Linked DNA regions of Gossypium arboreum: region 1 is linked to region 2. Evidence: chromatin contacts called from public Hi-C data. All regions are on one chromosome and are shown on one strand. The core of a region is the stretch at or near the end of the contact, and the rest is flanking DNA. Distances in the headings are between cores, read along the strand shown. Region 1 holds the start of LOC108486444 (protein MANNAN SYNTHESIS-RELATED 1-like). Region 2 holds the start of LOC108465412 (pyrophosphate-energized membrane proton pump 3-like).

Region 1 (3,569 bases), core at 975-3,474, 220 kb before region 2:
CAATACAAATTATGCTACTTGGACTGACGCGTGAATCTAGCATACATGTGCCCGAAATGTGTGTTCAATTTTTTCTAAGTATTTTGTATACATTTAGAGGATCTTTGAAGGATCATATATATGCATATATCAGTGTCCAAAATGTGTTGGACACGGGTAATTCAAGAATGAAGATTCAAAAAACACCTCCTTGAGGTGCTATCCTCTAGATTCCTAAATTCCTGATTTCATATTGGGAAGACAACTTGGCTAAAGTTCTTTCTTACACACAGTAGATAACAAGCTCGTTTATCATAGAGAACATCTCAAGAAGTAATGGGAAATTGGAAATCGTACCAATAATAACATTCATTTACTCCTTTTAAAAGTATTAAGTTTACCAAGACAACAGTTTGATCTATCTGTTATTTTCAGGTAAATAGTAAAAGGTGAAATTTCAGACAATGAAATGGATTAGGGACTTTCAAACACATTAAACTTAGGTTCTTCCTTCTTTGTGAGAGAACAAAGATAAAGAAAAGGCAACAGCAAAGCTATCTTATTTTGATAACTTTATAACTAAAACAGATACCATGTATACCTGAGAGACATGGTATTCTGGACCATTAGTCAATGAGAAAGTAACATACCCTCTTGACTGCTCTATTCCATCTGTAAGCCAAGTCAAAGCTCCATCAATTAAAGAGAAACATTTAATTACATTTTTTACCGTCAATACACAGTGACAATGTAGACATCGGAATAATGATACATGTAAAGAAAAATTTCTAAACCAAATGATCATTTTTCAGGGAGTTAAGTGAAGTTAACAAACCAAAAGTGGTCCTGCTCCAACACGGTTTTAGCTCTTGACTGTCCTTCATCCAAGGCCCTTTGCTCCCCTTCGAAGGCTTTACAAGGCCATCCTTCTCAATAACATTGGCATTATCAACTTGAACATCCTGAGCTTCTCCAGGAAGTTTATCCTACGTAACAAGGAGAGAAAATAATCAAATTTAGAGTAAATACACCAAAGCTTTACACGGAATTGAAAAGAAATCAAGCAAAAACTTGCAAACATTTATTTAATCACTATAAGTAAATAAGACTGGCATCAATAGAATTTACAATAACAAAAATAAAACATCTACAATTTCTTCTAGTTGGTCATAAAGGCTTGAGACGTTGAAATAAGGCCTAGGACTGAAATTATAAATCTGAAAGAAGCAGAATCCTTCACTCATCTATGCTTGAATCCTGAAATTACTCTTCTAAACCAAATTTAACTTTAAATGGGTTGTTTTCTATACCTTGTTCAGTCTAATTTTCCAGATACTTCCCCTGGAAAATAAAATAGCTTTAATTGTTTAAAAACAAAAAGGACGTTTCAAGTTAGCCCATATTTTCTTCTTCTTCTTCTTCTTCATGAATTAGCAATTAGTTTTGAGAAAAAAAAAAAGGCTCCCAAATAATCTTATACACAAAGAACCAAACAACTACACCACTTTCGAAGATCATGGTCAGAATATATTGTTATTTTCTTAAAGATGCAGCAGATAGGATGTCAAGTGAATCTTAACGAGCTAAGATGTGATTATTACAGATAATGTGGAAAGTGAAGCAACTTGCTCGAGGTTTTATCACATAATCAGAGATTCACCAAATAAAACACAAAGCTATGATAAGTGAAGTGAAATTGGGGACTGGATTTAGTATAAAAATCCCATGAAAAACTTGAGAGTTAGATCAAAGAAGAAAGCAAAGGAAGGGGGAATTACTTGGAGAGAATCAAAATGGTCTCTTTTGATCATTTGACCAAGCATCACAAACATGGTGAGAGTGAGAATACCGGCCACTACTTGCCTCAAATCAATCCCCATTTCTTCTTTTCTCTTTCAAAATTCTGTAATAAAAGCGAAGCCCCCCAAAAAAAGGAAATTCAAAACTCAAAAAATAAAAACCAGGGTCGCCCAAGAATAAGTTTAAACCTAAAGAAGAGGCATGATTAACAAGAAGATGAAACAGCGAGTTTAGATCAACGAGAGAAAATGAAATGAAGTAAATATGATAATAGGTGCGCAGTAGTAGTACCATTTTTGGGGTCCTTACACCACCGACACTTTGCACTGAAAGTGAAAACGATGCCTGTTTTCCTACGCCATGTGTACCCTACCCCTTTGCTTTGATTTCTTATTACCTAATATACTACTAAAAAAACCCATAAACTACTCCGCTTTTATTTAAACAGGCCTTTCAACTATTTTGGTTAAATTCTGCTATTAAGCATTGTATTTTGTGAAACTTATAGATAGTTTTTATATTTTATTTAATCAATTTTAGTTTTTATATTTTATTTAATCAATTTTAATTTCTATATTTTTAAAATTTAAAATTTTAGTTCTCACTAAACGATAATTGTTAAATTCATTAAGTTAGGTTTTATTATTTTCAAAATTTGATGCTACAAGCATATTATTATATGTTTATTGTTGTGTGAACTTGTTATTTTCACATATTACTCACTAAGAATTATGTTAATGGATTAGCAGTTGTCTTTTGTGTCAAGATTAAAATTTTAATATTCGAAAAGTATAAGGTCTTTGAATGATTAAATTAAAGAATATTGACTAAATATACAATTGAATGCATAATACAAGACTAGTTTCTAAATTTAAACTAACGGATTTAATTGTCACTATTTGGGTTAGGACTAAGATTTTAAAATTCGACAAGTATAGAGACTAAAACTAGCCAATTCAAAAAGTATAAGAACAAAAATTGATCAAATAAAAGTACAATGACTAATTCCACAACTTTCGCAAATTATATGGACTAATAGCAAAATTTAACCAAGTATTTTTATAGTTAAATAAATCTTTATATTATTATTTTTATGCATAAAAGCCCTTGATTTTAATATTAAAGTAAAATATTTTAAATTTTAGGCTCTTTTCTTAATTTCTTGTTAATGCAATAAAATTCTATATACTTTTCACATCAACATGAAATTTAAAACAAGAATGAAAATTTTCAAAAAATAATTAAATGTGTTATGTATATAAACACTTTCAAGATATTATAAAATATTCGCTTCCTTTAAAAATTATTATTTTATTTAATAAACTCTTCTAATCAAATTCAGATCACCATAAAACGCAAAATAGTTTAAAGATTCAAAATATTTGTACTTTAATATTAAAATCAAGAGCTTTCATAGTTAAATATTATAGGTTATGAGCTTATTTAACTACAAAAATAGCATAAGGACTTGTTTAAACAACGTATAATAGTTTAAGGGCTTTTTTTAGCACATTAGCATTTTTATTTTTATTTTAGACTACCTTTTTATTAATGTTGTTTAAACCGAACCAACTAGTCTAACCAGTTGGATGGGGAACCAATCCAAAGAGAGGCAAAAAATTGATTGACCCACCAATCGATATGGATTGGTTGAATTGAACTAAAAAATCGATTGAACCAATACTTGAACCAAATTTATGCAAGTCTCAAGGCTCAATTTTAGGCCAATAGATGTGATGGGCTTACACTACCTCTTTAACTGTTCATAGAAACATATATTTAACATAATC
Region 2 (3,595 bases), core at 125-2,624:
TTCTATTAGAACCTTTAAACATCCCCTAACCCAGAAAATCTCAAATAATACCATTCGTTAGATGCATAATCAATTTGAACCTATTATCACCTTACCACATCCAACGAAAAGACCTACATAATCAAATTGAACCCGTTACCACATAAATCACTAGCAACCGAGACTCCTATTGTTATTTGAAATTGTCACACATATGAAATTAAGGAATCAAATCTACACTTCCGAAAAGTGTTAGAACATTTTCAAATGTTTATACTGTTCCAATAACTATAAATGAATGAGTGTAATTAATCAAAAGATAAATCTTTTGGTCATTGGTTAAAAGTTATATCATTTGATTTTTGAAAAAGACTTATAACTATTCAAACAATAGTAGTTGAATAGTTATAAAATTAGATGAATAATTATTATTTATTTATTCGAAAGAGAACTATTAAAAGATGTCTTTATGAAGAGACATGAAAATTCCTATAAAATGATATTTCATTTGGAAATCACACCGAAAAAAAAATCTAAAATTCTTTCTTTTATTCCTCTATTTTCTAATATTATTAGATTATTCTATAAAGTATTACGGCAAAAATCCTTTTAGAAATTGAATTTCTTGTTATACATTGTTTAGTGCTTAGTGGACTATTCTCATCAATACAAAACGCAAATAGTCATTAGCTTTATTGTATGTTCGAGGTTAATTTGCTTAAAACTCTTTTGCACACTAAAGATAGGTAGGAGCGAATATAACCTTAAAAATAATGACTTGATACACGCTTCGAAACCTTGTCCCATTTCTTATTTTTCTGTTCGAGTTTCATTCATCTGTTTGAAATTTCTCTTATTGGAGATTTATACTAACGAAACGGACCATTAAATTTGTCGATGTCCGAGCTCCACTGGATCACTATTAAATAAAACATACATTCAAATTATAAATTTTCTAAATAAATAGAAACAAACAAAAAAAAAATCGATCCTGATCTCCATGTTTTCTTAATACAAACATTTCTCTCTTCTCTCCCTTACAACTAATCAAAAAATTTTCAACCTCCCCAAAATCCTAATCTTCACCTTACACTGATATTTCATCAGGGGCATGAGTATATATAGCTTTTTGGTGACGTCATTTTTTTCGTATTCTCCCATATACATATTATTGGTGACGTCAAAAGCATTGACGCGACCTAAAAAATATTTTTATTCCCTGTAGACAACTATTAGGTGAAAGTGCACCTATGTTTATTGTTCAAAAGATGTTATTTACTTGCATGATTTTCAAAATAGTTCATTTTCTTAAATAATAAAAAAATTTGGGTACCTAAGTTTTTATTTATAGAAGAAGGAATCTTTTAATAATTAATGGATAAAAGCTTTAATTGTCTGGTCGTGGAAACAGCTTACATGTAAGAAAACTATTGGCAGCGCTGACATGGCAAAAGAGATTTTTTAAACAGAAGCAGAGAAAAGCTTAAACCAAAAGAATAAAATGAAACCGAAGGAAACAAAAAAAAGGTAGAAAAGAAAAATCAAACAAACAAAAATAACTCATCCTTCTCGACTTGTTAAAAGTTTATAATCTTAAGGCTAAGAGGCCTGCAAAATTTCGGTTTCCGCAGAGAGAGAGAGAGAGAGAGAGAGAGAGAGAGAAGGGGGGGGGGAGAGGGAGGGAGAGCATTAACGTTTTTTTCCCTTTAATGGCGGTTACTTGGTTTCGCTGCGGCCACTGAAAACGGTATGTGTAATCTTTTTCTTTTCTTGTAGATCTAATTGATTATTTTTTAGATCAAATTATGCAATACTTTGAATCTGGGATTTTGGCTTTGGATCCTAAGTTGTTATATTTCTCAGGGAGGTCCCTTCATTTGGTTGTTTTCTTGATGAAATGTCGGGAATGAGAACTGTTTGGAACCTTCGAAAATTGAAAACTTAGTGGATGCTTTAATCGGATTAACTTTTCTTTTTCGTTTTATTTATTTCCATTTTACTATCGTAACTACAGTCCATGAGGTCCGAAAAATGGGAACAAAACAGAAAAAAAGAAAGGAGAAAAATATCATGATTCATGAATGCTGAACTGAAATTATTGTATTTTGAGTTGAATTGGTCTTGTTTTTTAGTCTTATGATAGGTCAAAATGGAACAAAATAATGTTTGGTTCTTGCAAATGTGTGGGTTGAAAAATATAAAATCTACTTCATCTTTTGGCTAATTTATTAGCTTCTAATGGCCTTTTGCAACATCTTGCACTTTTTATGGAATATCTCTTGGCAGTGCAATAGGGGAAGTGAAGTGGTTAATTGGAGGTCGAAATGATATTTGGTGGTTATAATCTTGTAAGATGTTTGAATATTTTAGGTTGAGCCTTTGCTTGATGTTAAGGGTGAGGAACAATTTTCTAATCTAATGGTTAAGTACTTAGGTTCGTTACCACCTTCATAGCGTAAGCCTAACCATTGCATTCAAAATTTTTACATCTCCCTTCTTTTCCATCCCATCCTTCCACTTAGCAAAACTTGAATTGTATTTTATGCAATTCTTGACACAGTAAGCTGAGATTTTTAAAGATATTCTGGTTAAATGTTCAGTTTCAGTAAAACCAATGAGATTGTTCTTTCCAGATCTTTTAGTCTATGCAATTACTTTTGCACCTTTTTCCAGGTTCTCATTTTTTATCTACTCAGATACAGTCATAAGTAGGGGCTTTGGCTGCTTAATATTAAGCAATATGAGCATAATTATGATGTTAGATTTTGTTCTGATCAGTGTAGAGTACTTCCATGATCACATTTCTAGGCTTAGAGACTCGAGATATTGGGTTTCTATGATTGGAAATGCAGTGTATTAAGAATCCTTCTCCAATTATCTGCCTAAAAGTGTCTTATTCACTGATGAGGTATTGTTTTTACATCACCAAAGTTTTGGCTTGGTTTGATTTGACCTAAACCTTAAGTGTTTGTAATTTTTGTTTGTTTACTTCAGTTTTAACCGGTAAATGTTTTGATCTTTATGCAGGAAAATTAACTTGTGTCTAAAAATCACTGAACTGGAGGGAAGGCAAGAATAGAAGCTATTGAACCTGAATTAAGGCTGTTGTTATTAAAAAAGTTGATTGTCTTTTATGTCTTAGGTGAAATTATAGTCTTTCACTGGACAAATTAAAGCATTCAAAATTCAGCGACCAAGTTCAGGGGGTGATTTGCCCCAAACTGGGGAGTACTCTTTTCCTGTTTCCCGGAGGGTGAACTCTGCCAGTGCCATGATGATGGGAGATGACGTTGAGAATGGTAATTTGGGGCCTTACCTAGATAGGCCAAGGACTTTTCCGAACATGTGTAGTAAACCATATACTCCCTTGGTAAGGACATTATGTTTGTCTCAGTTTTGTGTGCAGTTTGTTAGTTGTAGATGAGTGCGCATTTGGATATTTTGGCCTTGATGTCTCTTTTTGTTCTCATTTTTCCTTTTTGGATACTTTTGGAAAAGGGGAATTAATTCCTATTGGCCAGATCATTTTTCTCATTGTCAATTTGTAGTTGCTTCGGAATAATTTAATATTGCTATAGATTAAGTGTATTTTAGCTATATACACAATTAGTGAGCG

Evidence for each region. Hi-C and Micro-C count contacts between places; a contact is called where the count stands out from the background.
Region 1: a Hi-C map of leaf shows a contact between it and region 2, with 4 times the contacts expected there. The contact joins the promoter of LOC108486444 here to the promoter of LOC108465412 in region 2. A contact is called at or near these places in 4 of 5 Hi-C or Micro-C datasets (all in leaf).

Annotation. Positions count from the first base shown.
Region 1 is chr6:65,889,884-65,893,452 of ASM2569848v2, reverse strand. LOC108486444 (protein MANNAN SYNTHESIS-RELATED 1-like) reads right to left here and starts at 2,224. Exons shown (of 7, transcript XM_017790500.2): 1 at 2,071-2,224; 2 at 1,758-1,882; 3 at 815-965; 4 at 581-651. The coding sequence starts at 1,859.
Region 2 is chr6:65,664,669-65,668,263 of ASM2569848v2, reverse strand. It overlaps LOC108465412 (pyrophosphate-energized membrane proton pump 3-like), which reads left to right and starts at 1,374. Exons shown (of 15, transcript XM_053029737.1): 1 at 1,374-1,726; 2 at 3,007-3,349. The coding sequence starts at 3,251.